Regions from separate parts of the Sus scrofa genome. Here region 1 is linked to region 2. A link is a contact called in public HiChIP or PLAC-seq data. All regions are on one chromosome and are shown on one strand. The core of a region is the stretch at or near the end of the contact, and the rest is flanking DNA. Distances in the headings are between cores, read along the strand shown.

The links. HiChIP or PLAC-seq counts read pairs in DNA pulled down with a chosen protein or histone mark.
Region 1: a contact with region 2 is called in an H3K27ac HiChIP or PLAC-seq map of alveolar macrophages. The contact joins the promoter of GOLGA3 here to the promoter of ZNF140 in region 2. A contact is called at or near these places in 2 of 2 datasets of contacts at active chromatin or transcription factors (alveolar macrophages and skeletal muscle).

What each region holds. Positions count from the first base shown.
Region 1 is chr14:22,687,988-22,690,952 of Sscrofa11.1, forward strand. It overlaps GOLGA3 (golgin subfamily A member 3), which reads left to right and starts at 1,317. Exons shown (of 24, transcript XM_021073868.1): 1 at 1,317-1,426.
Region 2 is chr14:22,541,315-22,544,329 of Sscrofa11.1, forward strand. It overlaps ZNF140 (zinc finger protein 140), which reads right to left and starts at 1,471. Exons shown (of 4, transcript XM_021072894.1): 1 at 1,201-1,471; 2 at 807-861. The coding sequence starts at 1,452.

The DNA of each region.
Region 1 (2,965 bases), core at 67-2,566, 150 kb after region 2:
ATTGGAAGGAGGGAGGGAGGGAAGGAAGGTAGGAAGGAAAGAAGAAAGGTGGGTTGGCTAGTGGATAACAAAACAGGGTATATCTAAATAAGTATTATGCAGCTGTGAAAGGAGCTAAGTTCTGAAACATGGTAACACACAGATGAACCTCAAAATACTATGCTAAGTAAAAGAGAAGGCAGTCACAAAAGGCCACATGGTGTGAGATTTTATTTATATGAAATGTACAGAATAGGCCAATCAATAGAGAAAGAAAACAGATTAGTGGTTGTCAGGGGCTGGTGGAGGGGAACAGAGTGTATATGGACAAGAGGGATCCTTGGAGCTATCAAAGTGTTCTACAACAAACTGCAATAGATCCAGCTTCAACTAAATGGATTAAGCTCAGTGTTATTTACTAAAATTTAGTAAGTGTAACTGAACTTACTTTAAAAATCATTGAACTGAACACATAAAATGGGCTAATTATATTGTATACACATAATACCTTAATAATAAATAATAATAATAAAAATAAGGAGTTCCTGCTGTGGCACAATGGGATTGGCAGTGTCTCTGCTACTCTGGGACATAGGTTCAATCCCTGGCCTGGCATGGTTGGTTAAGCTGTGGGTTGCCACAGGTGTGGCATAGGTGGTAACTTTGGCTTGGATCTGATCTCTGGCTGCGGAACTTCTTATGCTGAGGGTCTGCCAAAATGAAAAAAAGAATAAAGTGGGAGGAATCTTCCACCCCATATTGTGGCTTGCTGTAAAGCTATTTTGGTGAAGACTGTGGTGTTACAAGAAGGCATGGAGATCAATGGACCAGGGCAGAGAACCCAGAAACATTCAACAAACAGCCAACTGATTTTTTTTTTTTTTTGGCTTTGCCCACAGCACGTGGAAGTTTCTGGGCCAGGGAAGGAACCCGTGCCATAGCAGGGACCCAAGCCGCTGCAGTGACAACGCCAGATCCTTAACCCACCGTGCCACAAGAGAACTCCTTTGTGTTCTTTACCTAAACCCTAAAAGCCCTTCACCTAAACCTCATGCCTATGCCAACAATGTTTTTTTTAAAGATAAAACACTGCTACCGCCCCAAAGCAGGAGTCACTTTTGCACTGGTACCTGAAAGATAAGTGAGGACTGGCGCGGTGGAAGGTTGGTGCTCAGGGGCGACGAACAGGTGCCAGAGCCACAACTCTGCACCTCACAGACCCCACCCCCGCGTGCTTACTAGCCAACCCCCAACGAGGTAGGGGCGGGGTGGAATGGCTACGCCGACACCCTGACAGCTAGGGCGGGGCGGGGACCAGAGCCTGGCCACGCCACTTCCGCCGGAAGCTCAATTGTCCGGCTTCCTGTCGGAGTTGGTCCGGCCAGTCCCGAAGCTACTTTTTAACAAGGGAAGGTGCTCCAAATTCGCTTCCTGAAGTCCGTCTCAGGCGAGTTTCGACTAGGCTGGATTCCAGCCCTGCGGCCGGAGCATTCGGGGCCCGAGGGCAGCTGCTGGCTAACAGAAGAGGGCTTTCTCTCTTCCGGAACGGAGACAGCGCACGCAGGCTTCCGGGGGGTCATTTTCCGTCGCCGCGCCGTGCTCCGCCCCCCGCGCAGCCACGTCTCAGCCAGAGCAGCCGGGCCGGGCGTTCGCCGCGGCTTCCGCAGCGCAGGGGTGAGGGTCGTGGGGCGGTGCCTGGGCAGAGGCTTGGGCTGGGGAAGGCGTGGGGAACAGGAGGACAGCGGTTGGGTCGGGGCCAGGGACAGGCGAAGGGCGGCTGGGCTTTGGGCGCACGCGAAGGGCCGGCCAAGGCTCCACCTGGAGCGGCAACGCCCCGCGCTAGTCCGGCTCCTCACCGTTGGTAGCCTCTGGGCCTAGAAGCTGCACTGTGCAGCTGTTAGCGGAACCGGCCTCATAAATATCCCAACATTCGCGTTCTTCCGTAGTGCTGTCCACGCGCGCCGGGGAGTAATTTGTTCAGAGGTTCCCACGGCTGCTGTTGGAGCTGCAGAGAAACATCTCTTGTCCTTGTGTAGAAGTTCTGTCAAGATGACAGGCGTGACATGGTGTCCGGTGGTTAGTGTGAAGCCTGGTTTAAAGAATCCGTGTGTGCTCTGCTCTCTCTCCACCTCGAGTCCATCTCATTTCTGGGTGTTTCACCAGAATGTGTTTCATAGCGGTGTTTTCATCAGTGTAGTGATAATTTCCAGAGGGAGTGGGACCAGGCGTCGTCTCTAGTATGATGCAGGTGAACAGCTCGACCTTCATTCAACAGCTCTTTGCTGAGTGTCGGTCGTGCCCGGCACTGTTCACTGTAGATCCTGGGTGATAGGATTGGAGTCGTGTCAGGGCCTCACTGAGCTCGCGCTGTAGTGGAGGGATACAGACAGTAAATGAAGCCATTTCTGAGAGAGTATTGCGTGGTGCTTGGGCCAGATCTATAAGAAGGTCTTGGGGGAGGTGACTTTTGAGTCAAAGCCTCTATGACAAGAAACTAGCCATGCAAACATGCGATAAGACTGTTTCAGGCAAGATGACCAAGTGTGAAGCCCTGAGGGAGGAGTAAATTGGTGTTTTTTTAGATACAGTATGGCAAGCGTGTAATGAAAAAGGAAGAAAGTGAGAGGGGACAAGGATGCAATGTAGGAAGGGGCTAGACGGTATGCAGCTTCCTAGTTCGTGGTAAGAGGCTTAGATTTTATTGTCAGTGTGATTGAAAACCACTGGGACATTGTAAGCCATTTACTGGGGACTCATGGTTTTTTTTTTAACATTTTAAATTATCCCTTAAATATTGCAAACATTACTGGAGTGATAGCTTTCAGTTGCAGTGCACCTCGAATGGTAAGAAAAGGAAATAAAAATCATATGACATAACTCAAATTCAGAAGTAGTCTTTTTTATTTTTTTTAAGCCAGTTGCCTTAAGCAGCAGTGTGCTTTTTTAACTTGCAATGTTAGTTTCAGATGTAAAACATAGTAATTTG
Region 2 (3,015 bases), core at 221-2,720:
TTTTTTTTCCTGTCTTTTTAGGGCAGCACCAGGAGCCTATGTAAATTCCCAGGCTAGGGTTGAATGGGAGCTGCAGCCAAAGAACTACACACCACAGCCACAGCAAGACCCGGATCCTTAACCCACTGAAAGAGGCCAGGGATTGAACTCTAGTCCTCACGCATATTAGTCAGGTTGCTACCGCTGAGCCACACCTTGAACTCTCTAGTTGGCCTTATTCCCCACCTCTGTGAAGCACAACTGCCAGCATGGCATTTAGCCTCAACCACAGCAATAATTAGTGTTCCTTGCTAAAGAAACTAAACGTCATGCCTGAAAAATGAGCTCTGTGAGTTCAAAGATGTTGTTTTGCTCCCTGCAGATCCCCAAGTCCTAGGACACGTCGCGCATTAAACCACCAGAAGGGGCTGTCAATGTGCAGACCGCACACCCAGTTTCTGGTCCACAAGCCCGGGTTGGGGCTCTTGGATATACATTTCCAAGAAATTATTTGGTGATACTAACAGTGCTGTACCAGGGCTCACACACTGAGACCACTGGTACGGGAAGTAGACAATAAAAATAATGCCAATTAACGCAGAGGGAATGAGACCTTCTAATACCCGGGGGGAAGAGGAACATGACAGCCAGGTCAGAAACCTGCCCACGCCGGGCCTGCGCCCCCTGCCCCCACCCCACCAGAACCCTCTTCCCTCCCCGGATGTACACGAGAGAGAAAGGGGCGAGGGTGGGGGGAGCACGGGGTCGGGGAGGAATGTTTTAGGAGAAAGCAAGCCTCTCTCCCCCAGAAAGGCACACCAGCTTACCCAAGACATGGCTCCCGGCAGGGCCCGCGGAAAGCAGAAAATGCGGACGGCAGGGCTGGCAGGGAGAGAAAGATGCTGAATGCGGGGGCCGAAGGGCCGCGCCAGGTAACGGGCCCGGACCAGGGTGCCGCGGCTCCGCATTCCCCGCCCTTGTCACACAGCTGCACGGGCCCGGGACAACCCCCTCGCCGCTGCGGAGGGGCTCCGGGCCCGGACCTGACCCGAGCCCGGACCTGACCCGCGCCCGCCGCGCCACCGCCTTTAAGGGGGCTGCACCTCGGGGCGTTTCCTCCTCGCTGCAGGCCATGCGGGCCCACGCTTCCCCAGCTTGGGATGGAGCCCCCGCCCCCGGCCCCGGCGGGGATCGGCGTGGCAGGGCGGGCCCTTCCCCTACCTCGGCCCGCGCAGGCCAGGCGCTCAGCTCTTGGCTCTGCGAGCAGTGACTCCGCGCCGGCGCCCCGCAAACTGCGCCTTCCGGAGCCTCAGAGACGGACGCGAACCAAGCCAGGGCCTGCCGCGGCTCGGCTTCCCAAGACCCACCGCGGTCTCCGCGCATCGTGGGCAACTCGCCCACACACACTACAACTCCCAGGAGGCGCCGCGCCCACGGGGCGGGGGGGCGGGGACGAGCTTCAGTTAGGCGCATTTCCCAGGGCCCACCGCGGCCGCAGCCTCCTACAGAGCAGTCCTCCCCACTCAGACTACAACTTCCAGAACCGACTGCAGCCCCAATACCTCCCTTGAGGACCCCCCATCCCTGACAGCTGCAATGGCTGACTGTATCGGTGAACTGAAGGAAAGGACCTGAGCCAGGAATGCCATTGAAGGCTACTGCCTTCCGTATCCTGGATTCTAGGAGCTGCGGGTCAGGGGAGACTGAGTCAAGATGTTACCCAATCAGGTACGGCTTCTCGAAGCTCGAAAAATCAATGCTTGGGAGAGACAAATGTTGGTGTCAGGGAAAGGTGCTTTTATTCAGAATGCCGGCAATTCGGAGAAATGATGGATTCAGTGTCCCCAAAAGCCACCTCTCAGGATTCTGCTGGGCCATGAAAGTTTTAAAATGAAGTCATCTCAGTTAATGGGTCGGGGGGAGTTGTCAGGTTGCTGGCTTGTGAACCCGGTGATGTAGTTTGGTCGCAAAGTTTGTTGCAAGATTACTGAAGAGGAAGCTAGGGAAGCATTGTTTAGTCATCTGTTAATTGCTCTTTCTTTCTTTCTTTCTTTTCTTTCCTTCTTTCTTTCTTTCCTTCCTTCTTTCTTTCTTTCCTTCCTTCCTTCTTTCCTTCTTTCCTTCCTTCCTTCCTTCTTTCTTTCTCTCTTTCTTTTTTTTAAAGGCCGCCCGAGGCATTTGGAGTTCCCAGGGACAAGAATCAGATCCCAGCCACAGCTTCGACCTAAGCCACTGTGCCAGGCATGTAACCTACGTCCCAGCGCTCACAAGATGCTCCCAAGACCCCACAGATCCTATTGTGCCACAGCAGGAATTCCTGCTTATTCTTTAGACAAGATATTATGTGATCAAAAGATTTGAAAGGTGTGCTAGCGCTGGAGCTGAACAGGGGGGTTCCTGGTTTAAAAGTTAGTTGCAATGTAGCTTTGCTAAAGTGACCAGGAAAGGGGCCTCCTGCTGAGGTTGGTTTCCTGCAAAGAGCTGCTTGCAAAGAAACAGTTTAAAAGAAGATTGTAGGGAGTTATCTTGTGATGCAGTGGGTTAAAGATCCGGCACTGTCATCGCAGCAGCTCAGGTTGCTGCTGTGATGTGGGTTTGATCCCTGACCTGGAAGCTTCCACATGGCGTGGACGTGGCCAAACATATAGCTAAACAGAATAAATAAGTAAAAGAAGAGTGTAGGAGTTCCATTGTGGCGCAGGGGAAATGAATCCGACTAGGAACCATGAGGTTGCAGGTTCAATCCCTGGCCTCGCTCAGTGGGTTAAGAATCTGGCGTTGCTGTGAGCTGTGGTATAGGTCAAGGACACAGCTTGGATCTGATGTTGCTGTGGCTGTGGCATAGGCCTGCAGCTATAGCTCCAATTGGACCCCTAGCCTGGGAACCTCCATATGCCACAGGTGTGGCCCTAAAAAAAAATGTGTAAAGGACCCATTAATGAATTGGATATGGTTGATGGGGGAGAAGGAGGAACTAGTTTTCTTGTTTGGGTGTTTACAGTTCATTCTGTAAAACCTCTTCAACCACTATGTTAT